2 separate regions of the Triticum aestivum genome follow, and region 2 is linked to region 1. Evidence: chromatin contacts called from public Hi-C data. All regions are on one chromosome and are shown on one strand. Each heading gives the region's core, a stretch centred on a gene start, on an enhancer-like site or on the middle of the called end of the contact. The rest is flanking DNA. Distances are from core to core; before and after follow the strand shown.

Region 1 (3,601 bases), core at 770-3,269:
GATAAAATTGACAACCTAGGGGTACGCGCACGCCTTGTAAACTGAAACGGAGGGAGTATTCAGGGTTGCAATGCTATAATTTTAAAAAAAAAGTTATGGGGATAGACTAGCTAAGCTAGTGCTTAATTTCGCAAACAACAAAAACTTAGAGAAAAATGACTTTTGAGGATGGTACAGAAGTTAACATGGATTTTATCTTTTAAAAAAGGATTCCATAAAAAAAAAGTTAACATGGATGGGGTTGCAGCGCAAGGGGCAAAAAAGCATAACAAAAAGGGACCTTGGCCGTGACGACAAGGAGCCGATGGAGGGACGCCCAAGATTGGCGGCATGTGCCATCGGCGATGCGGACGCAGCCAAGTGGGGCCACGTTGATAAGCACGTATCCGTAATCCATGTGACCCGCCCCCGCCCCCGCCCGCATAAACAATCCGCTGCCGTTGCCGTGCCTTTCAGCGCCTTGTCTCCCCTGCCTAATTGCTCCGGGGATACCTGCAACGCCACCCCCCAAAAATAATCGATCACTCAACCAACAACCCCACTGGTTTTATAGTACTCCTGATTAGTGCAGGATTCCCTTGCCGTTTGTTTGGAGCCTGGGAGAAATTACCCAAATAGTGGTGGTGGTTTCTTGATCCGGTTTAATTTAATAAACGCTAGAAATTACCCGAATAGTATTGGTTTCTTGATTTGCTTAATAAACACCGGAAGAGATTGCTACAGTGGTTCCTTGATCTGGTTTAATGAACACTTTGTAAAAATTGGTAGAGTATTGGTTTCTTGATCTGGTTTAACAAACGCTACTACAAAGTACCCGAATGGCACTGGTTTCTTCATCTGGTTTAACAACAGGTACAAAATACCCGAATAGCACTGGTTTCTTGATCTGCTTTATTAATAAACACCTGCAACGATTCGCAATGGTTTCTTGTTAAGATCAGCTACCAGTTCCTGAAATTGGTAATACAACGGTGTGCACGGAAAGAGTAAAATAAGGAAACTTTAGTAGTGATTTTTCCATAAATATCTGGAGAGAGAAGTTAGGGGCATCCAAGAGGCAAGAACACAGAGGCCCCTCTGGTGTTCACAACACATCCTTGTTCCATCAATTTTCCGTTTCTCGTAAAAAAAGCCGAAGGCCGTACACAAATTTCTCATCACACAAAGCGCTACACCCGTAGGAGCGCTCTCTGCTGAAAAATATTTACACGGTACAGCGATGGCACGAGGCGTACAGAAAACGAAACCAAAAGGCAAATGCGAAAGGCGAGGAGCAGAGCCCTCTGCTAGGATCCATCTAAATTCCTACGCGCACACGGAGAGGCCACACACGGAGCTAGCACATAGCCGGGGGCGACGCGACGGGGCGAATCTCTCTCTTCTCTTCTCTTCGCTTCACTCGTGCCTAAATCCAGGCCGTCAGGGTGGGGGCCGGCGGCGACCACGACTCGTCGGCGGCCGCGGCGGCCGGGAGGAGGCGGGAGCGGCAGAGCGGGCAGGTGGCGTGGTCGTAGTCCAGCCAGGTCTCGAGGCAGGCGCGGTGGAAGAGGTGGCCACAGGGCAGGCGGTTCACCACGGCGTCCGCCTCGAACCGCACCAGGCAGACGCGGCAGTCAGGCACCGCCGCCGCGCCCCGCCTCCGGCCGAAGCGCGCGGGGCGGAACCTGCTCCTGAACCTCTCGGCCAGGCTGGGGGCCGCCGGGGTGGCCGCCGTGAGCTGGTCGGCGCCGTCGGCGTCCTCCCCGGCCAGCAGCGACGGCGGCGCGGGCAGGCCGAGGAAGACGAGCGCGGCGCGGAGGAGGCCCGCCAGGGCGGCGATCGAGACGACGGCGTGGTAGAGCAGGTAGATCAGGAGGCTCTCCTTGGGCGCCGGCATGCTGGAGATGCCCATCGCGGCGGCCTGGAGGATTGGGGATCGATCCGTGGACCCGTCTGCAATTTGCGCCTTCTTTCAGGGGCGGTTCGGTCTGAGCGGCTGTGGTGCTGGTGTGGTGGGATGGATACAGTGAGGGAGGGGGAGACGGGGTGGGCGCATTTATAGCCGGGCCGGGGCTGCTGGTGTCACCTCCCTATCCATCCCATCTCGTTCGGGTGGTGCACCGCGACCCGTGTTCGCCAGCCCACCGCCGTCGGATCCGCGCGACGGACGTCCGATAATTCCCCGCGCTTGGGTAGGGGACACCCCACATGCGATGCGGTTCGATCGTGGGCGCCCAATAATTCCCCGCTCTGGTTCGGTTTGTGGCGTCCAATAATGCGTGCATGGTTCCTGAGGCCAATTATTTGGGCCGGCCGATCCAAAACCCGGTGGACGCATTTGTACGTGCATTGCACCGGAGATGATGGTACAATATCGAGTGACCGATCTCACTGTCACGGGACAGTGGAAAATCATCGGGCGCGATTGGCGAAGCTGATTGGCTGGCTGACGGCCCCGACCGATCCAAATCAAAAAAAGCTGAGTGCGAAAGGGAATTCAACGCAGCGTACCGAACATAAGCGGCTCAGCACGATCCCCGCCATTTATCTGTTGCGAACCGTGACGTGCTTGACTCACAAGACATTATCGCAACCTCATTTCAGTTTTCTTTCTGCGGCGGTCATTTCAGTTGAAAAGACGGAGGATTTTTCTTCCGAATCTTTTCTCGTGGAAATAGTAGTATTTCCTTCCGATTCTGCGGGAATGGTAATCCCGGAGGAGGATCAGCTCGCCGATCGGGTTGCCGTGCCTGCACGACTGCGGCCGGCCGGTCGAACCGACCCCGACCCGACGCGAGCCCCGCCCGGCCGGTCCCGATCAGTCCGTGCACCGAATTGGGATGGGAATCGATCTCCTGGTACGTACGCCACTGCACTACGTCCCCTCCCCATCGACGCAGTTACGGCCGCGACCAGTCTTGGACGCGCGAGACAGGGACGCCAGAGACGGCGACCGACGCGGTCACGGACGCTGCGGCTCAGCCGTTCGGGTTCAGCGGACGGACGCGCGGCCGCCAGGTCCGGTGCCCCGCCCTCCAGGATGCCTCCGGCGACCCGTGTACTACCCGTGGGTGCCGGCCGGCTGCGATGGATGTGGAGGGTCTTGACCACTAGGCACACCAGTGGGCAGCGGCTGCTTGCTTTGCGTAATTGCTCGGCGTGGCCAAAGTCTCGGTGGAACGCACCTAACCATTTCTCGCCCGGGTGTCGCCGGTCGATGAAAGTTGCTTGACAAGCTACCGAATACAGTACTGTAGTGGAAGTACTACTTGCTTATGCTATGTGCCCGTCAATAGTAATCCATCCGACTAATCAGAAAAAGAAGAAAAAAACAGAAAGACGGTCCGGTTAGGCTAGCTTGACTGCTACTATTACTAGTAGGCAGTAGTACGTGCAGCTCAAGCTTTTTTTGACGGGTACGTGCAGCTCAAGTGTTTGTGTTGCGTCTGAACTTGACCACCAACGGCCTGTTGACCTGCGCGGCTAACTAGCTAAGCCGGTGGAGTTTTCAAATGGCCCGTTGCTCTGTCGGTTCATATAGTAAGCTTTTACTGAAAGTTTAATGGGGAATTCTGTTCACACGCGCACCGTCCTTGCTCAAACTGAGATCGACCGATATCTT
Region 2 (3,517 bases), core at 552-3,051, 170 kb after region 1:
TTCTGAAAGCTTCCAATTTTATGGCATATTACAGGACTTGTCAGGCACAACTTTCACAGGGGAAAAAAGGTGCTTGGAAATGGCCAGTGACACAAACGATGCAGAGCAAGAGCAGGCAACCGAAAATCAGTTGGCAAGCATCAGCCGCCTCACACCAGACGTCCTGCACGAGATACTTCTCCGGCTTCCGGTCAGCACTCTGCAGAGACTCTGCCGGACGTGTCACCAATGGCGCGGGGTGATCAGCGACCCCTGCTTCATCATGGACCATGCCAATCGTGCACCCGAGCACCTCCTCCTTTTCCTGCCGAGGCTGGACGCCTCGGCGAGCCTCAAGACCGCCATGCCTGGCCGTGTGAAGCTCTTCGACGAGAAATGGTCCGTGTCAACGTGGGCGGCGTCTTCCATGGATCCGGACGACCACCTCTTCGCGTCATGCAACGGCCTGCTCTGCTTCTACCGGAAGTACACGCTGAAGATCGTCAACCCCGCGACCGGCCAGCGCCTGCACCTCTCGAAGCCCGACGGGAGATCGCTCCGTGACCTGTACTACCTCTATAGTTTCGGGTTCCACCCGGCGACGGGGGAGTACAAGCTCGTCTACTTCCTCCGCGAGCCCCGGCACGGCCGGTCGTCGGGGCAGCCGTTCCGCTTCGACGCCATCCAGGTGCACACCCTCGGCGAGGACGGGTGGCGGGACGTCAGGGCGCCGAGGGAGAGCTGCCTGGTGAACCTCGGGGTCGTCAACGTGGACGGCGCGATGTACTGGATATCGGAGGAGGAAGGGGCGTGCTGCGGCGCGGCGGTCATGGCGTTCGATCTCAAGGACGAGACCTTTGTGACGTTGAGGCCTCCGCCGTTGAGAGCGTGCGGCGTGGCGACGGACGGGCCCTGCGGCGCCCCCGCGCTGTCCTACTACGTGACGGAGGTGGAGAAGAAGGTTTGTCTGGTGACAGCCCCTTTCAGCAGCAGCGCTCCCCGGTGGCGCCGCTACAACGCCGAGGTCTCCGGGAGGATGGACGTCTGGACGCTCGAGAGCCGGGGCGAGGACAGGTGGTCGCTCAAGTACAGCGTCGACCTGTCGCCGTCGGCGCCGCGGTGCGTCCCGCAGCCGTGCTTCGTCCGCGGGGGGAAGGTTCTGCTGCACGGCCGCGACGGCGACGCGTTCTGCCGGGACCTGCGGGGCGACGAGGACGGCGGGGAGGAGGTGAGGCTGCTGAATTTCAGGCCTTACAGGTACTACGAGACGCAGGCGTACCTGTACAAGGAGACGCTCGTCCCGTTGGACGTGTACGCCGGGGCGGCCATTGTTCGCACGCCGCACTGGCCTCTCCCTCCGCCAGGTTCCTCCTGACATGACAGTACTGGCTTTGCAGTGTTGGAGCGCCTTGTGTTCTGAATTTCTGATTACGGCTCTGCGTTTGCCTTCGGTGGTCATGGTCCAGTATAGGTGTAGGCAGCAGATGAATGAATTACTTCTGAAACATGAATGAATTATGGTGTAATTCTCGATGGAGATTTAAGCAACTGGTTATTGTAACATATTCAGAAGTAATAAGTATTTTGTGCACTAAGCTTTTCTACTTCACTCGTGTAGTGAATAGTGCAAATTCTACCCATGATATATCAAGTGGGAACCAATGGAAAATGGCAAAGCCTTCGTCCAGAAAACAGGGCAGCCTTGAAGTTTTAGATCCACCAAAGTTCTTTTTATTTTTTTAAAGAAAAAAGTTGGGCTAATTGGGCCGAACCTGGCCTGCGCAGCATAAAACACCTCGTTCCTCTTCCGCCACGCTAAAAAAGAAAGAACTTGTTCCTCTTGGGCGAAACCCCGGAGCCGCCAGAAGGGGTCGAAGAGCTGACGAGGGGGGAAGCGGCGGGAAATCGTTTCACCGTCAAGCGGAGAGCCCTCCCATCCCAATCCAATGGCGGCGACGGCGGAGCTCGTCTGATCCGAATCGCGCTCGTGAGTCCTCGATGCCCCCTTTCGCTCGCGGAATGCTTTCTCCCCCAATATCCTTCTTGTCCGCGCTTCTCCATCTGTAACGGCGGCTAGGGTTTGTAGCTACTTGACGTGGTTGAGGGGCTGACTACTTGCTGTAATGGCGCCCGAGGGCGTCTAGGGTTTGTAGCTACTTGCTGAAGTTGAGGGATTGAGGCGCCGGAGGGACGGCGCGCACGAGTGTTCGTTGGATTTGACAGTAGCCTGCATTTTTGGTACATGAGAGATTTGTTTTTGACCGTGGGTTCACTTTTTGGGTAACTAGAGATTGTTACTTTTTTTTAGCCTGGAGTAGTCAAAATTTCGGAGCAGAAATTTGGAGATGCTATCAATATCTTCCTGCACATTGGTTGGTAAATTACCTTGAAAGCGAGACAAAAAATAAAAAAAAAATGCATAAATGTTAACTTCTTTCTTTGCCCATGAAATTACTTAAATGTCAGTTTCTATGTAGCTATCATTAATTGTAATGTGTGTTCGCAGAAGGGTTTGGTATTTCAGCTGCTTCGGCATTGGGTGCTCACTGTGGTCACTGAAGAAACCAAATCAATGAAGCAAATAAATGAGAAATGCATCATAAACCACCTCCCAGGGGACCTCGTTGAGCGGGTGTTTTTCGGACTTCCAGTGAGCACTCTGTTGACGTGCGTCGGAGTCTGCAAGCACTGGCACAACATCATCCGGGATCCACAGTTTGTTGCATTGCACCTCCAGTGTGCGCCAAGTTATGCCCTTCTGTTCTTCCCGTCAGGTTTGGTTTCAGGCAAGCACTACCCTAGTGATGCTGTCCTAATTGATGAAGCCTGGTCGCCATCGACATATATAGTGCCAGTGATTGGGCCTGGTGATTTTCTTTTTGGTTCATGCAATGGCCTTCTTGGCTTATACACAAAGACATCAACGATCAAGATAGCTAACCTTGCAACTGGTGAATGTCTACATCTTGGGAAACCTGTGAAGAATCTGAAAGGTGATAATTTCTGTTTCTATAGCTTTGGATTTCATCCCGTGACAAAAGAATACAAGATTACACACTTCCTTGGTGATTGCATTAATGGTCGCCCCCATAATAAAGACAGGTTCAACATCATTCAAGTTTACACGCTTGGTGATGAGAAATGGAAAGATATCCGAACTCCAGAAGCTCTTAGCTTGATCAGTGTGAGAAACTCTGGAGTTGTCAATGTTGATGGAAAAATGTATTGGTTAACTGAAGACATGTCAGCTAGCTGGCAGCATGCAGTTATGTCCTTTGATATCAGGGAAGAAAGTTTTGCAATGATACAACTGCCAGCAGCACGCGAAGATCATGATTACTATGGTTCTCGTAAGTTCTTGATCAGAGATATAGATGGGAAAATATGTATAGTGACTGCTCAAACTAGTCGTTATGATGCCAGAACTCTTGTCGGTGAGCTGCAGATCTGGGCACTTGACAACATGGTAGAGCAAAGGTGGAGCCAGAAGTACAACATTAAGTACCCACCAGATTATATTCTGGGTCCACGTTTTGTT

The links. A called contact is a pair of places that touch in the nucleus more often than the background predicts.
Region 2: a Hi-C map of leaf shows a contact between it and region 1, with 4 times the contacts expected there. The contact joins the promoter of LOC123114836 here to the promoter of LOC123112312 in region 1. A contact is called at or near these places in 5 of 5 Hi-C or Micro-C datasets (leaf, root and an unstated tissue) and 1 of 1 datasets of contacts at active chromatin or transcription factors (leaf).

Annotation. Positions count from the first base shown.
Region 1 is chr5B:438,489,846-438,493,446 of IWGSC CS RefSeq v2.1, forward strand. It overlaps LOC123112312 (probable E3 ubiquitin-protein ligase XERICO), which reads right to left and starts at 2,020. Exons shown (of 1, transcript XM_044533265.1): 1 at 1,082-2,020. The coding sequence starts at 1,891. The coding sequence ends at 1,406.
Region 2 is chr5B:438,660,305-438,663,821 of IWGSC CS RefSeq v2.1, forward strand. LOC123114836 (F-box protein At3g57590) reads left to right here and starts at 1,802. Exons shown (of 6, transcript XM_044536231.1): 1 at 1,802-1,966; 2 at 2,486-3,517. The coding sequence starts at 1,802. LOC123112313 (putative F-box protein At3g17480) reads left to right here. Exons shown (of 2, transcript XM_044533266.1): 2 at 35-1,588. The coding sequence starts at 80. The coding sequence ends at 1,354.